Linked DNA regions of Mus musculus: all the other regions are linked to region 4. Evidence: chromatin contacts called from public HiCAR-type and promoter capture Hi-C data. All regions are on one chromosome and are shown on one strand. The core of a region is the stretch at or near the end of the contact, and the rest is flanking DNA. Distances in the headings are between cores, read along the strand shown. Region 1 holds the start of Ginm1 (glycoprotein integral membrane 1). Region 2 holds the start of Lats1 (large tumor suppressor). Region 3 holds the start of Katna1 (katanin p60 (ATPase-containing) subunit A1). Region 4 holds the start of Stxbp5 (syntaxin binding protein 5 (tomosyn)). Region 5 holds the start of Utrn (utrophin).

Evidence for each region. Promoter capture Hi-C pulls out the DNA fragments that hold promoters and counts their contacts. HiCAR-type assays count read pairs that join an accessible place to other places.
Region 1: a promoter capture Hi-C map of liver shows a contact between it and region 4, with 2.8 times the contacts expected there. The contact joins the promoter of Ginm1 here to the promoter of Stxbp5 in region 4. A contact is called at or near these places in 1 of 39 promoter capture datasets (liver) and 1 of 115 datasets of contacts at active chromatin or transcription factors (astrocytes).
Region 2: a HiCAR-type map of astrocytes shows a contact between it and region 4, with 4 times the contacts expected there. The contact joins the promoter of Lats1 here to the promoter of Stxbp5 in region 4.
Region 3: a HiCAR-type map of astrocytes shows a contact between it and region 4, with 5 times the contacts expected there. The contact joins the promoter of Katna1 here to the promoter of Stxbp5 in region 4. A contact is called at or near these places in 2 of 39 promoter capture datasets (erythroid cells and pre-B cells) and 1 of 115 datasets of contacts at active chromatin or transcription factors (astrocytes).
Region 5: a contact with region 4 is called in a HiCAR-type map of astrocytes, with 4 times the contacts expected there. The contact joins the promoter of Utrn here to the promoter of Stxbp5 in region 4. A contact is called at or near these places in 1 of 39 promoter capture datasets (pre-B cells) and 1 of 115 datasets of contacts at active chromatin or transcription factors (astrocytes).

What each region holds. Positions count from the first base shown.
Region 1 is chr10:7,779,471-7,782,170 of GRCm38.p6, reverse strand. It overlaps Ginm1 (glycoprotein integral membrane 1), which reads left to right and starts at 1,254. Exons shown (of 8, transcript NM_001346750.1): 1 at 1,254-1,410. The coding sequence starts at 1,297.
Region 2 is chr10:7,679,899-7,682,750 of GRCm38.p6, reverse strand. It overlaps Lats1 (large tumor suppressor), which reads right to left and starts at 1,542. Exons shown (of 8, transcript NM_010690.1): 1 at 1,301-1,542. It also overlaps a transcript of Pcmt1 not described here.
Region 3 is chr10:7,724,746-7,727,577 of GRCm38.p6, reverse strand. It overlaps Katna1 (katanin p60 (ATPase-containing) subunit A1), which reads right to left and starts at 1,578. Exons shown (of 11, transcript NM_011835.2): 1 at 1,455-1,578.
Region 4 is chr10:9,899,664-9,902,363 of GRCm38.p6, reverse strand. Stxbp5 (syntaxin binding protein 5 (tomosyn)) reads left to right here and starts at 1,324. Exons shown (of 26, transcript NM_001081344.2): 1 at 1,324-1,833. The coding sequence starts at 1,681. Gm46210 (a long non-coding RNA gene) reads right to left here and starts at 1,051. Exons shown (of 3, transcript XR_001779713.1): 1 at 867-1,051.
Region 5 is chr10:12,860,365-12,863,064 of GRCm38.p6, reverse strand. It overlaps Utrn (utrophin), which reads left to right and starts at 1,330. Exons shown (of 74, transcript NM_011682.4): 1 at 1,330-1,497. The coding sequence starts at 1,419.

The sequences.
Region 1 (2,700 bases), core at 5-2,504, 2.1 Mb after region 4:
AGCGGAGAACTGGCCCCCGGATGTTGTCCTCTCACGTCCACATGACACCTTGCTCCACAATAAATACAAGCTAAAGGGTTAGAAAAAGGGTTTGGAAAGGCGGCTCAGCGGTTAAGGCCCCTTATTGCTCTTACAAAGGACTGGGGTTTGATTCTCAGCACCCACATGGTGGTTTACAACTCATTTACATAAAATTTTAAAAATTAACAGGTTAAAGAAAGGTCTACACCTTCATTTCATAGGTTAGGAAAGTAATGGAGCAGAATGTGGAGACATGTGAACCGGGCTTCATTTGGTGGCATTTTCTCTCGACGCCAAAAGTACAGTGGGACATTTAAGGTAAGGGCCAGGTCCTCAGCCCTGACCCATGACAAATTATCACTTTCCCAGCTCTAGTGCAATCTAATCGAATCAGATACTTGGGGCTGTACGGAGGCCCAGTACTTCATAAACTTTTTAAAGTCTCACCTGGCCGGGCAGTGGTGGCGCACGCCTTTAATCCCAGCACGTGGGAGGCAGAGGCAGGTGGATTTCTGAGTTCGAGGCCAGCCTGCTCTACAAAGTGAGTTCCAGGACAGCCAGGGCTATACAGAGAAACCCTGTCTCGAAAAACAAAAACAAAACAAACAAACAAAAGTCTCACCTGTAGCCAGAGGTGGCAATTTATGAGTCAGTAGGAATGGTGGTGTTTGCCTGTAATCTCAACACTCAGGAGGCAGAGGCAGGAGAATTGTCACAAGTTGAATGTCAGCTTGGTGTAGATAGAGGGTTCTGGAGCTGCATAGTGAGAGCCAGTGAAAAAGCGGGTACCTCTCCAAGTGCTAAATTTTTATTTATCATTCCTGACATTTTATAAGACACTAGTTGTTTCATTTTTTTGTAAGTATATCGACATATTGATACTAATGAAAAAGTACCATCAAGGTTGAGGTGAGAGGGTGGCACACTTCTGTAATTCCAGCAGGATCAGTAAGTAGTTCAAAGCTAGCCTAGGCTACTGTTTCGAGATCCTGTTTCGAAAGAGAAAACAAAATCACACTCCAAAAGTAAAGGCTTCGTAAAGAATTGCACTTGTTTGGAGAAAACCCCTTTCTCATCTCAAACTCCCGGAGGACGCTCACAAAGTTGGCTCCGCCCATAGACGTCAAAGGCCTGCGCAGCCCCAGCAGCTCGGTCGACCCGCCCCATTTGGGAGGGGTCGGTCCCGCCCCCCAGCCCCTCCCCTCCCCTAGGCCCCGCCCCGCCCCGGACCGCCACGCCCTCACCTCCCGCCGCGCCGGGCCGGTGTTGTCCAAGATGGAGGGCGGCCTGTCGGCGCCGCTGTCCGTCCGGTTGTTGCTGTTCATAGCGCTGCCAGCCGCGGGATGGCTGACCACCAACGCGCCCAGGCCGCCGTCCACAGCCCCGCAGGTAGGGCTGGGCGTCCGCAACAAGCCGCTCCTCTGCCTGGACCTCCGGGAGCCCGGGCGGGGTGACGCTGCCCCCTCCCGCAGGTGGACAGCCGAGAGTGCGGGGCTGGACCGGGTCTGGCCGCCGGGAGAGAAAGGGGGGGCTTTCCCGGATGCCGGGTGGGGTGGGTCCCCCGAAAGGGAACGCAAGGAAGGCGTGCAGGCGTCCTTGAAAGTGTGGTCAAGACTGCGGCCATCGAACTTGAGTTTCCTAGCGCCTCTCGAATCGGTTCGGATCCTGCCAGGTTTTGCTGTCGAAAATGCGTGATCGCTAGTGACTTCGGTCGTTTGTAATGGCTCCTTCCTGGGTTAGCGCCCGGTCCTGGGCCCTGAAGATGTTTGTGTTGCCCAATTAGCAATTTTCCAGGCCACCTGTGTCTGCTCGGCCGCGACCAGGAGGGAGTGCCTTTCTTGGTCTCGGGGCCACTCGGGCTAGCGACTGAGGGAGGCTGAAGGTCTATCGCTTCCCGGATGGGCTTTTTATTGGATGTGTGTTTGTGTGTGTGTGTGTGTGTGTGTGTGTGTGTGTGTGTGTGTGGTCGTGGGGGTGGGGTGGGTGGGAGGAGCAGTCCTTTCCTGCGTGATGGGTCGGAGATGAGTTTCTTCAACATCCCAGGGGAACGAGATTCAACCGCTCTAAGGTCACAAGTCTTTCAGATTCCTGGCTTACTGTGAGAACCCTGCCATTGCAAAATGCCAGCCCATGATTTACTCTTGTTGCCACATTGGCCTTCTTCAGTATAGTAGGAGAAAGTTTAGAGATTATAAAATTCGAGTTTTCCCCAAATGACAAGAAACTTATGTGGTAGGAACACACTAAAGACAGAAGTGACTGTCATGATAAATGTCACTTTTTATGTTTAAAACTTTACTTGTTGTGTATATGTGGTGTTGGATCGGGAACTTACACCAATGGAGGTCACAGGATAACCTTGTGGATTCAGTGTTTCCCATGGTCCTGTTTTGCAACAAGTGCTTTTATAACTCTTGAGCCATCTCCAGCTCTTTATTCTGCTTATAATGTTTTAGAATTATGCTAGAACTCTTCTTTTGAATACAGAAATCACAAAGCAGTAGCAACAACCTTGCAACTCTCAAGCACACTTGTATATGAAATTGTAGTTGAGCCGCAATTTCTTCTGGGTAAAATAGCAACTGTGCGGACAAGCACCCGGAAACCAAATAAATACTGGGTGATTGTAAAGTTATAGAGATATGGACTTATTTCCTCTCTTTTAGAATTTTGGAGATT
Region 2 (2,852 bases), core at 293-2,792, 2.2 Mb after region 4:
AAAAAAAAGACTTCTGTGAAGAGTCTCAAGTCATAATCAATAATCAGGCACAGAAAGAGAGCGCCTTTTCCAGCCTGTGCCACTATCTAGTTTATTGCAATAACAGCCTATAAGAGAAACACAGATTCCTCGCCTGCCTGCCTGTCTGCCTGCCTGCCTGCCTTGGAGAATCACCTCAACCATATTACCTACCTGACTACTCACTAGGTAAGAGAAAACTTTAGTTAAGGTAATAAAAACTAAAGATATCTTAGAAGAGAGTCATACCTCATGGAGAAAATTTGATTTTAAAGGACTAAAAACCTTAACATTAGCGGGGCATGGTGGCTCACAGCCCAACCCCAGAGGCGGGCAGATCTTTTTGAGTTCCAGGTCAGCATGGTCTACATATTGAGTCCCAGGCTAAGGAATACATTGTGAGACCCTGTCTTAAGAAAAGTATAATAACCTTCAATAAATAATCCATAAACTTCTGACAACCTTCATGCCAGGCATTTGGGCTAATTTCCAAACCTTGAGTGATACCATATTGTGTGAGACTGTACTTACTGCTCATCTGACTTGTAACTTCTAGTGAATACACATATTTTAAAAAGTCATATTTACAAATGGAGACAAATATTTTAACCTCGTTCCCTTAGAAAAGTGATTTTCCAACTGCATTAGTGGGAGAATTGGGATAAGTCATCGGAGAGTTATTCTTTCCTTCGCTTCGACTTTTTTCCCCAGGTACAATAAACAATCTTCCCTTACTGTCTTTCCTTCGTTTTCCAGTACTTAAAAAGCACCCGAACAAGTGACACGTCTCTCCCACCCCCTGCCACTAAGCGGTGAGCTAACAAATTGCAGCGAGCTGGAGAGGTTCCCAGGACTGCTTCAAAGGTGGACCCCGACGGGAGGCCCGCTGCGAGGCCAAAGAAGTGAGGCCGGTTTGGTGCAACCTTGCGTGAAAAAAACCACCTTTCGCTCCTCTCCCCTCTAAAGCGGGGAGGGGTGGCTGTCGTCCCGAGCCCCCGCCCGCTCTTCCCAGGCCAGCTCGCACCTCGGAGGCCTCAGTGCCCCCGGGCTCTCCCTGCGGCGCCGGGTGCGGCCAACCTCCGCTTCCCCAGGGCAGGGCTCGGCTCCGGTCAGCGCAATCAGCCCCAGTCAGGCCCAGACCCGGCCGGCTCAGCCCGCCTGGCCACCGCGGCCCCTGGACCCCCGCCAGCGGGGATGGGCGTGGGCCCGGCCGGCCACCGCCCCGCCGACAGGGACTCCCGAGGAGCGCGAGCCCCACCCGCGGCGCCGGCTCCGGACCTACCTGCAGGGGACGGTGAGGCTTCTGGACAGCCGCTGCGGGCCCGAGGGCCGGCGCCGCGGCGGCCCGGAGCCCGTCCCCCAGGGCCCCTAGCGTCGCTCCGGGTTCGGGATGGGGCAGGGCGGGGACACACGCCGGGGGGCTGCGGCCGGCCAGCGCGGCCCGACGCGGGGTCGCGAGGACCTGGCTCTCCCCTCAGCACCAGGCCATCGCTGCCGCCGCCATTTTGCCTTCCACTCCGTGTCGCCGCCGCCGCCGTCCGCCGCGGGTTTCCCGGATGTGGGCATTTCCCGGCGTCGCTTGCGCGGGGGCCGAGGACTGGGGGCTTCAGGCCGCCCCGCTGGGCCCCGGAGCTAGCGCTCCGTTTGTGGCCTCCCGACCGAGACTCGCTCGCCCGCTTCCCCGAGCCGGGGTGAGTGTGGCCCAGAGAGTGGAGTCTGTACCACCACGTTCTGGCTCCGCACGGAGACGCGGGCGCGTCGCGGCGAGCGTGGGTCGCACCAGGAAAGGGCGGTGAACGGCGCTCCGAGACCGCGGACGTCACGAGGCAAGATGTCTAGAGCTTGAATAAAACTCGAGTCTTCCAGAGCTGGGAGCGAATGTGGTTTTGGAACTAGCCAGATGGAGTGTTCTTGAAACTGGACCTGTGGATTTGCAGAGTTCGGTCCAGCGGATCTGCAGGAGAGGTCATTGTAGCCATAACGAGTAACGGGGCCGCTGTCAGAAGTTCTGTTTCTCTTGAAATTGAATCTGCTGTTCGGGATGCATCACTGACTTTGGTCTTTTAATGCATTGTTCTCTTTTGCGGGGGATTAGGTCCACGTAGAGGATCTCTAGGCCGCAGCGTGTGTGCCAAAACTCCCATTCTCCTACCCCACTCCACCTTTCCTAGTGCTGAGAATCTAAATGGTGCCAACCAACACTGGGCTGTCTATCACCTGTAAATATGAACACAGTCCCCAGTTTTGCTGGTAGGTAATACATGCAATTATTTTTTTTTTCAGATACTCTATTTTGTGTTAGACCAAAAAAGTAAAAACGTTGACATCCCAGTGTAACCAGGAATTGAACCATGCTATGCCAGTGCTCTACCACTGAGCTATATCCTCAGAACATTTTATAGTTTTCATTGAGACTGGGCCTCACTGTTATCCGGACTGGCTTTGAACTTGTGATCCTTCAGCCTCAGTCTTAAAGGTAGCTGAGATAACAAGCCTGCTCCATGAAGCCCAGTTCTGCTTTTTTCTGAGGTACTGTATCCAAAAGTTCAACTATGAAAACCTCAGATGGTCAAATTTAGATGACAAGGGAATATTTTAATGTAGTCGCTGCCACTGCTTTAGCTCTGTCGTCATAGTAAAAATCCCTAATGTGGCTTCAGCCCCACTATGCTGTTGGGATCGTCCTACAAATCAAGGTCCCTACCTTGTGCTTTGGTAGGTAGGTACAATTTTAAGACGTGTAATTCAATGGACTATGTCTGCTAATTTGAACCATTAAAAATATTTTAAGCACAGAGAGCTGGAGCTGCTTCTTGAGAGGGCTAAGTCACCGC
Region 3 (2,832 bases), core at 329-2,828, 2.2 Mb after region 4:
TCGAGGCCAGTCCTGGTCTCCAGGACAGCCAGGGCTACACAGAGAAACCCTGTCTCGAAAAACAAAAAAACAAACCAACAAACAAAAAAAGAAAGAAAGAAAGAAAGAAAAGAAAAGAAAAGAAAAGAAAAGAAAAGAAAAGAAAAGAAAAGAGAAAAGAAAGGCAGGCAGGCATCACTGTTCTCTTGGGAGCTAATTACATAAAAAGTACTAATGATTACTAAATAAAAGCTTGAACTGGGGGAAGTGTAGCCGCCTGTAATCCCAGTACCAGGCAGAAGCAAGAGTTTCAGAAGTTCAGGCCAGTTTAGGCTACAAAGGACACTGTCTATAAATAAATAAACAAATAAGGGCTGGCAACAGTTACAAGCCTAGCCTACACGCAGTACAAGGCAGAGGCAAAAGGATCCGGAGTTAAGGACCAGCTCTGGCTACAAGAGACACTGAAGAAAGAGGAGAGGGAGAGGAGAGAGAAGAAGAGAAAGAGAAAGAGAAAGAGAAAGAGAAAGAGAAAGAGAAAGAGAGAGAGAGAGAGAGAGAGAGAGAGAGAGAGAGAGAGAGAGAGAGAAAGAGAAAGAGAAGAAAGAGAAAGAGAAAGAGAGGAAAGGAAAGAAAAGAAAGAGGAGAGGAGGGGGAGGGGAGGGGGAGGGAGAGAGGAGAGGGAGAGGAGAGGGAGAAGAGAGGGAGAAGAGAGGGAGAAGAAAAGAGAAGAGAAAAAAGAGAAAGAAGAAAGGAAAGGAAAGAAAGAAAGACAAGTTTTCGTTTGTATGCCACTGAACCCACATACTGAATGAAACAAATGCTTCCTGGGATAAATTTTCTCCACAGCGCCAAATCAAAAAAGCCAAAAGCTTTCATGAGAACACTAGGCTCTCAGATTAAGAAACTAACCCCAAGAGTGGCGTGGTTGCACACACCTTTAATCCCAGCGCCAGGAGGTAAAGGAAGGCTAGTCGGGTCTACAGAGCGAGATCCAGAACAGCCAGGGAGAGAGAGAAAGAACGTCAATATTATCACCTTTAAAAGCAACAAAAACAAAACAACAAACGCCGGTGAGGGGGCTCAGCAGGTAGAGGCATTTGCCCAGCATGCCGGGCTACCCGAGTTCAACTCTGGGACCCTCGTAAAGGCGGATGGAGGGAAGCGACCCCAGAGAGTTGTCCTCTGACCTCCACTCACGCGCCCACATCTACACCATACTCAACAATAGCAATAAATCTAAAACTAAAAACAAAGGCCAACACAAAGGAGAAACAACAGAAAGAAGTAAGCCACCAGAAAGCAGTACAACTCCAACCTAACAAACTGTACGAAAAGAAGCTGAACCCCAACCTCCAGGCTCTGGGGATTTTACAAGGCGGAAGTTTCGGGATGGGGGCGTGAAAGCTTCGAACGCGTTCCCTGGTCGGGTGTCGCGGGGGCGGAACAGGGAGCCTGGAGGCCCGAGCACTCACCTAGCGCAGCCCAGGCTACCCGCCGCAGCTCCGGGTCGGGACCAAGTTGAAATGAAACCGGGAAAGCCCCTCTTAAAAGGATAGTTCCCGCACCGGCGGGGACACGCCCCGGAAGTGCGTGCTCTACGGGCGTGCGCGCGCAGGCGGAACCTGCGGAGGGGCGTGGCCGAGCTCGGGGTGCTTCTGCGCACTGTGCGCCGCGGCTAGGAAATGGGAGTAGGCGTGGGGAAGGAAAGTAGGCGGGGCGAAGGACTTGGCAATACCCCGCCTACTTCAGTACTTACTCTGTGGACCATTATCTCTTCCCAGGGCTTCTTCACTCTGCCTTAGCAGGAGATTTACACTAAGCTGCTCTGAGGTTAGGAGGTCAGGGGCTCTCTTACAGGTGAGTGTCAGTGCTCAAGCAATTCGTTTATGACAAATCTTGCTTTAGAGCCCGGTACTTAGGATTATGAAGCCTGGGACCCATGTGTCAGGGTAACGCGAATACTCTCAAGACATGCTAAGGGGTGAGATTTTATTTCCAATTCCAGGTGATCCATCACCCTCTTCCTATATCACAAAACACAGGGCACAAACTGGTACACATACATGCATGCAGGCAAGCCACTGCATATATGAAATAATGTTTTACAGGGTTTAAAGTCTTCTAAATTTTTCACCAAAAATAGAAAATATATTTTCTGCTCTAGTAGATGTGAACGTTAGTGTCACAGAGCACAGAAAACTATAATCAGCACATCAGCAAGAATAAAAAAGACCACTTAGAGAGATATAGATCAATTACTCCAAGAGATGGATTTATAATCTATACAAATGCAAAGGCCTGTTAATTTATAAAACCGGATTATAATTTAAAAGCTTCTCAAAGGTGCAAAATGAATGTATATGGTATACTTAAATATATAGGAAATCCTAGAACCTACAGGATGAATCTGTAGTAACTAATCAGAAGTATCCGGGTGGGAGTTAGTTAGGAGTTGGGAATGATGTTCTGTAGTGGAGATGTCTTCCCAGGTGTACAGTTTTACACATGAAATGAAAGTTGTAATTTGAGTTTATGTAAATTATACCTCAGTGATGTTTTGTTGTTGTTTTTTCCTTGGATATTTTCTTTTCTTTTAAGAATTATTTATTATATGTATATGAGTACACTGTAACTGTCTTCTGACACACCAGAAGAGAGCATCAGATCCCATTACAGGTGGTTGTGAGCCACCATGTGGTTGCTGGGAATTGAACTCAAGGTCTCTGGAAGAGCAGTCGGTGCTCTTAACCGCTGAGCCATCCAGATATTTTCTTTACTTACAATTCAAATGTTATCCCCTTTCCCACCCTGGCCCCCAGGAAACCCCCTATCCCATCCTCCCTCCCCCTG
Region 4 (2,700 bases), core at 75-2,574:
TTTAGGAAAGACTTTAAGTTTAGTTTATTACGTCATCCCCCTTTCGTGAATTAACTTCCTACTTCAACAAGTTTTAAACCGTAGAGCAAAGTTTTAAAAAGTTCCAACTGAAAGGCTTCTTCTTGGTGGACAGAACTTTTAGAGAACTACACTTCCCGAAATGCCCTGTGCGCCAAGCCTAATTGGTTTGTTTACTATTCTTGAAGGCTAGCTCCGTCTGCCCATAGGCCAATACTGTGAGGAGACTGTCCTGAACGAGAGAATGTAGCCAATAACGAAGCAAAGGGAGGTGCTTCTGATTTTGGTGCGGAACTAACAAATCCTAGTAGCATTGCTGTTCCCACCCCACCCTCGCGCCCCGGTAGGGGCGGGGTCTTTCTAAACCTAAGATTGGCTTCTTGCTGTACAACCCCCCCCCCCGCCCCCGGCTATAGAAGGTCTTCCAAGGATTCCCCCCTTCTGATTATCCAGCCCTATCACCTTTGCTTATAGAATGCACTGGCCAGAAGGATTGCTCTCTCCGCCCTCAGCACCAATTTCTCTCCACTGATGGAAACTTGAACCACTCATCTGTCTCTTAGCACTCTGGGAGACATGCAGGAACATTGGCGGTCAGATCTGAGAAAAAACTTCACCTCCTTCTCCCGCCGGATGATCTCAGAGAGACTCCAGGGGGCTGTCGATTGGTTAATTAAACTGGCAGGTAGACGGGACTTTGTAACAAGGAGTGGCGGGGAGTGCTGTCTGCCACCCACCCTGCCTGCCAAATGGATTCAGGATGATGGGTGACCAAGGTGAGATCGCTGGAGTTCTTCCCCTTAGGGGGCCGACCCCAGTCTTTCCTCCACCCGCCAGCCTCGTTTTACCTCCAGCAACACCTTCATGAAGGAGGCTGGGCTTCTCTCCCTTTGGGTGTCTCTTAGTTGTCATCTTGCCACTGACTTAATCGTTGCCTGGATGTTCCATTGCGAGCCCAGATACAAGCAAACCCGAAACCACACTGCGGGAGCTGTGAGTGACAGGGCTGGAGGCGCGGGCCACTGAGCCCGCGGGTCCGCCAGCTGCTGCCCCTGGTCCTCGGCGGAGGATGATTTAAGCCGCCGGCCGGGGGCGGGGGCGGCGGCGCGCATGCGCACCGGGCAGCTCGCTCCGCGGAGGCCCAGCTGCCGCCACCGCCGCGGCCGGCGCTGGAACCGCGGCTCGCCGCCTGCTCTACCGAGCGTTGAGGGCCAGGGTCCGAGGCTCACGGGAGGCGACAGCGAGCATCCGGGGAGAGAGCGACAGGCGGCGCGGAGACCGGCCCCGGGTGCCCGGGCCATGCGGGCCGGGCGGCTGCGCTGAACGGAGGCCGAGCCCGGGACCTGCCGGGGGACTGCCGGGCTGCGGGCCATGGATGCGGCGGCAGCGGCGCGGGACGGCGGGAGCCCGGCCGCGACCAGGTGAGGAGGCGGCGTCCGGCGCCACTGCAGCCGCGGCGGCCTCGGAGGAAGAAGGCTCGCCGCCGCGCGCCCGCCCGCCCGTCGTCGCAGCCCTTCCTGTTGGGATTATCTTCTGCTCCCCGCTGCTCCTTCGCTCCCCGCGGTCGAAGCCGCCGCTCGGCTTCAGCGGCTCGGACTCCTTCGCAGCCGGTGCCTCCTCCCCTACCTGGGCCTCGCAGCGGGGAGACCCTTGGGCGAGACCATGAGGAAATTCAACATCAGGAAGGTGCTGGACGGCCTGACCGCAGGCTCGTCCTCGGCCTCGCAACAGCAGCAACAGCAGCAGCACCCGCCTGGGAACCGGGAGCCGGAGATCCAGGAGACGCTCCAGTCCGAACACTTCCAACTCTGCAAGGTGAAGGGAGCGGGGAGCGCGCAGCCCGGCCAAGCTGTCGTGGGAAGATTGGGGTCGTTTGAGGGGGCCGCTGGGCAGCACCTGGGAGCGCGAGGGCAGAGCGCGCCAATGGAGCTCAGCGCTCCAAGAAGGCGCCCCCCACCCTTGACAGACGTGCCTTGCTGGGGGATTTGGACAGAGATCCCCTACTTCTTATAAGTCGGTGTCTTTTTCCCTTTCATAAAAAGCAATCATTTCAAGGCAACCCAACCCTTGCCTTTAATCCCCATCTAGATGCTAGTAACAGTGGCCTAGAAATACTTTTTATATTCGCGCATATTTTATTATCTTCCACTGACGTCGAAATTTTCCAGCAGTGTGTGATGAACGTCGTCTGTGGGCAAGGCAAACCTGTTCAACCAGGTTTTTTATTTTTTATTATTATTTTTTTTCGCATCACTTTTTCCTTAGAATGCGTGCGAGCGGCTCACCACCTGAAGTCACAGGATTCTTTTTAGCCTGTTTGGTTAAAAACTTAGCGCGGAGGGTTTTGTCAGTGAATTGGCACGATGATTGCCACAAGGTCTTGTATGTAATTCAGAAAGAATGATGCAGCGGATTAATTCCCAGCTGCTAGGTGAGAAAGGCATATGAGCCTCCCTATCCAGAATCGCCTGCTTCCTAGATAGCCATTAGGTCCTTCCTACAGCGGTGATTTAAAAGCCTACGTACAATTCGGTTCTTATGTCCTAAAATTATTCCGGACGTAATACAAAATTACAAGATTATTTTTCGCACCCATTTTCATCGTTAGAATTGCAAATGCTGGTTCTTTAACTAAATCCTTCTATTAGTTTCATGACAACTTTTCTTTAGAAATCCCTCCCT
Region 5 (2,700 bases), core at 81-2,580, 3.0 Mb before region 4:
CCAGAGGAAGTAGTTGGAAACAGGCATTGCTGGCACATGCCCATGCTTGCTTCCCTCTTTTATTTTTATAAAATTCGAGGGATTGAAGTCAGGTTCCCATGATTGTGCAGTAGGCTCTTTACCCACAGACCCATCTCCTAATTCCCTAGGCCTTTTGTTTTGATAGCCTCTTCCAATTTGTGTGCCCATGATAAGCCTCATGATTGATTCTCCGACAGACAGAGATACTCAACAGAGGGTGCGCTGTGATTCCATTTATCACCTGAGGCCCCATTGATGCTTTTGTAAAGTCTGGTCAAGCGTGGGATTATTTTTCTCTAACGCAGTAGCATGAAACAATTTCAGATGCAGAGAAGAGCTGAAATGTTTCCATTCGACATCTCCTTTCTCACGGCCTAAGTTCTTTAATGAGAGCACTGCTCTAATGTACTGTAGTCCTTGGTGCTTCCTGAGTTACTCTGGTCTACTGACAAGCCATGGTGTGAACGGGCTTATGTCACCTCTCTGATTGTCCTTCTCCTCAGACAGGTATCCAAGCCTCTCTAGGAATCTCTGGCCCCAGCTTTCTTCCTCGGCTGTGTGACGTGCTTCCCAAAAGCAGGACTTAGCCCCCTGCCTCCCAGTTCTCAGCGGCGCTAATATTTCACATACCAAGCTCTTCTCTTTTCTACTTGCCCTGTAGCTAGTGAACTTCTTCCTCTCCTTGAAGGATAGACCCAAATGTCATTGCTTAGGAAGGCCTTCTCAGTGGCCCTGGGCAGGTGTGACTCGTCCACTTTATGACTTTATGACTTTATCTTTCTCTTCCGGACTGCTGTCAGTCATCAGGGTTGTAATGAGGTCATTGATTATAGAGTGAATTTCATTTTATCCGTGAAGCTCGGTGTCCATAAGCCTCACTCACGTGGAAGAGGCTGTGCTAAATAAAGCCTCATGTGGATGTGCTCAGGAAGCCACTCCGTAACTGTGTCTTAGACTATATGTGGCTGGAGATGGCTTAGCAGTTAAGTACTTGACACCCCACCTCAGTATCCGTGCAGATGCCCGGCACATTTGGCAGCCTGTTTGTAATCCCAGCACGTGGGATGTGAGTTCAGGGGAACCCTGGGGTTCAAACAGAGACCCTGCTTTAACATAAAAGGTAGAGAGCAGCAGTTGAGGCAGACACCCAAGTGTCAGCCTCTGACCTCCACGTGCACATGCACACATGTACATGCACACCCACCCCTTTCACATGTGCACACACAGACCTGTGCCAGAAGCAAAGGAAAAAACAAATAAGGAATATGTTTCTGTATTTCTACTCAATACTTTCTCTTTTCCTGTTAGGTATTCATGCTAGCCTGGACCATTTTTCAGATTTAGCCTTCAGAAGAGGATCTGGGAAAGCCTTTGGATTATACTGAAACTCATTCAAGATGGCCAAGTATGGGGACCTTGAAGCCAGGCCTGATGATGGGCAGAACGAATTCAGTGACATCATTAAGTCCAGATCTGGTGAGTAATGGATGCATCACTGTGGAGCCCTCTGTATAGACTGTGTTGAAGACAGAGATTTCTTAGCTTGTTGTGCATTGTTCTTGTTAAGTAAACTTCTGAGAAACTGAATTCTGAGCCGTGAGTGACTATTGCTCTGTGAAAGGCAATCTCCAGTCTCTGTGTGGCCTATCTTACACTCCCAGCTTGCCTTTGTTACATTGTGTGTGCAGTAGTTTTACTGGGAGAAACTCCTGCCTACAGCATAACTGATGCTGCGCAGTTATGATGTCAATAAGATAGACAAGCTTAGTCTAACATTTACCCTTATTACCTGAAAACGGAAAGGAATCACATGCTTAGAGTAGCGAATACCATAGTTTCTGGTGGAAAGATCATTTTGTGGTGGGATTCCTTAACCTTTTGCCCACCTGCTAATTGCTGTTGGATGCTAACACTGGCATGTGACCTTCTCTTTCCTTTTAGAAATGTTAGTTTCTAAAGATACAGTCTTCCCCAGTGTGATCAAATCAGCCAGACTAAGACCGACGAATGACTTTCATGTGAACATTCGGATTGGAGGTCTTTGGATGCCACCCCACCCCCAGCTTATTATATAACCACTGCTTTTCAATTCTGGCTCTCCAAATGAATCAACTGGGAGTTTTTTTACAAATGCAGATGTGTTGGCTCTGCTCCAAACCCACTGAATGAAAATTTCTGTATTTTTAAAAGAGCTTCAAACATGGTTCCGAGACAGGCTCAAAGGGGAGATATTTTTGAGCAAGCATGGCCTTTTTAAGCTGGGAAAATTATATAGAGTTCTCACCTGGGTGTGAGCATTGTCCTTTTGTAACTCCAGCATTATAAACATTCCTTCGTGTCACTCTTCAACAACAACAACAACAACAACAACATTGAATAGAACTCAAAGGTGATATTTCCTGTTGGAAATGTCTGTGTGTTATGGTAAGAGTTCATTTCTTAGTCGAAACTGCTAAAATACGTGCAGGAAATGAGATCTCAGTAGGATATGCATTGCCCTTCGTGATGCTGGTTGTGCTTGGTCTGTGAAACGTCTGGATGTTACAGATAAGGCTGTGACTATGCAGTGGTTTTTGTAGCTTTAAGGACTCTTTGGGAAGTGCGTCGGCATGTTGTGTGGTGTATTCACTGTGATCTCCTAAATGTCATTTTAGGGGTACAGAATTCATATGTAGAGAT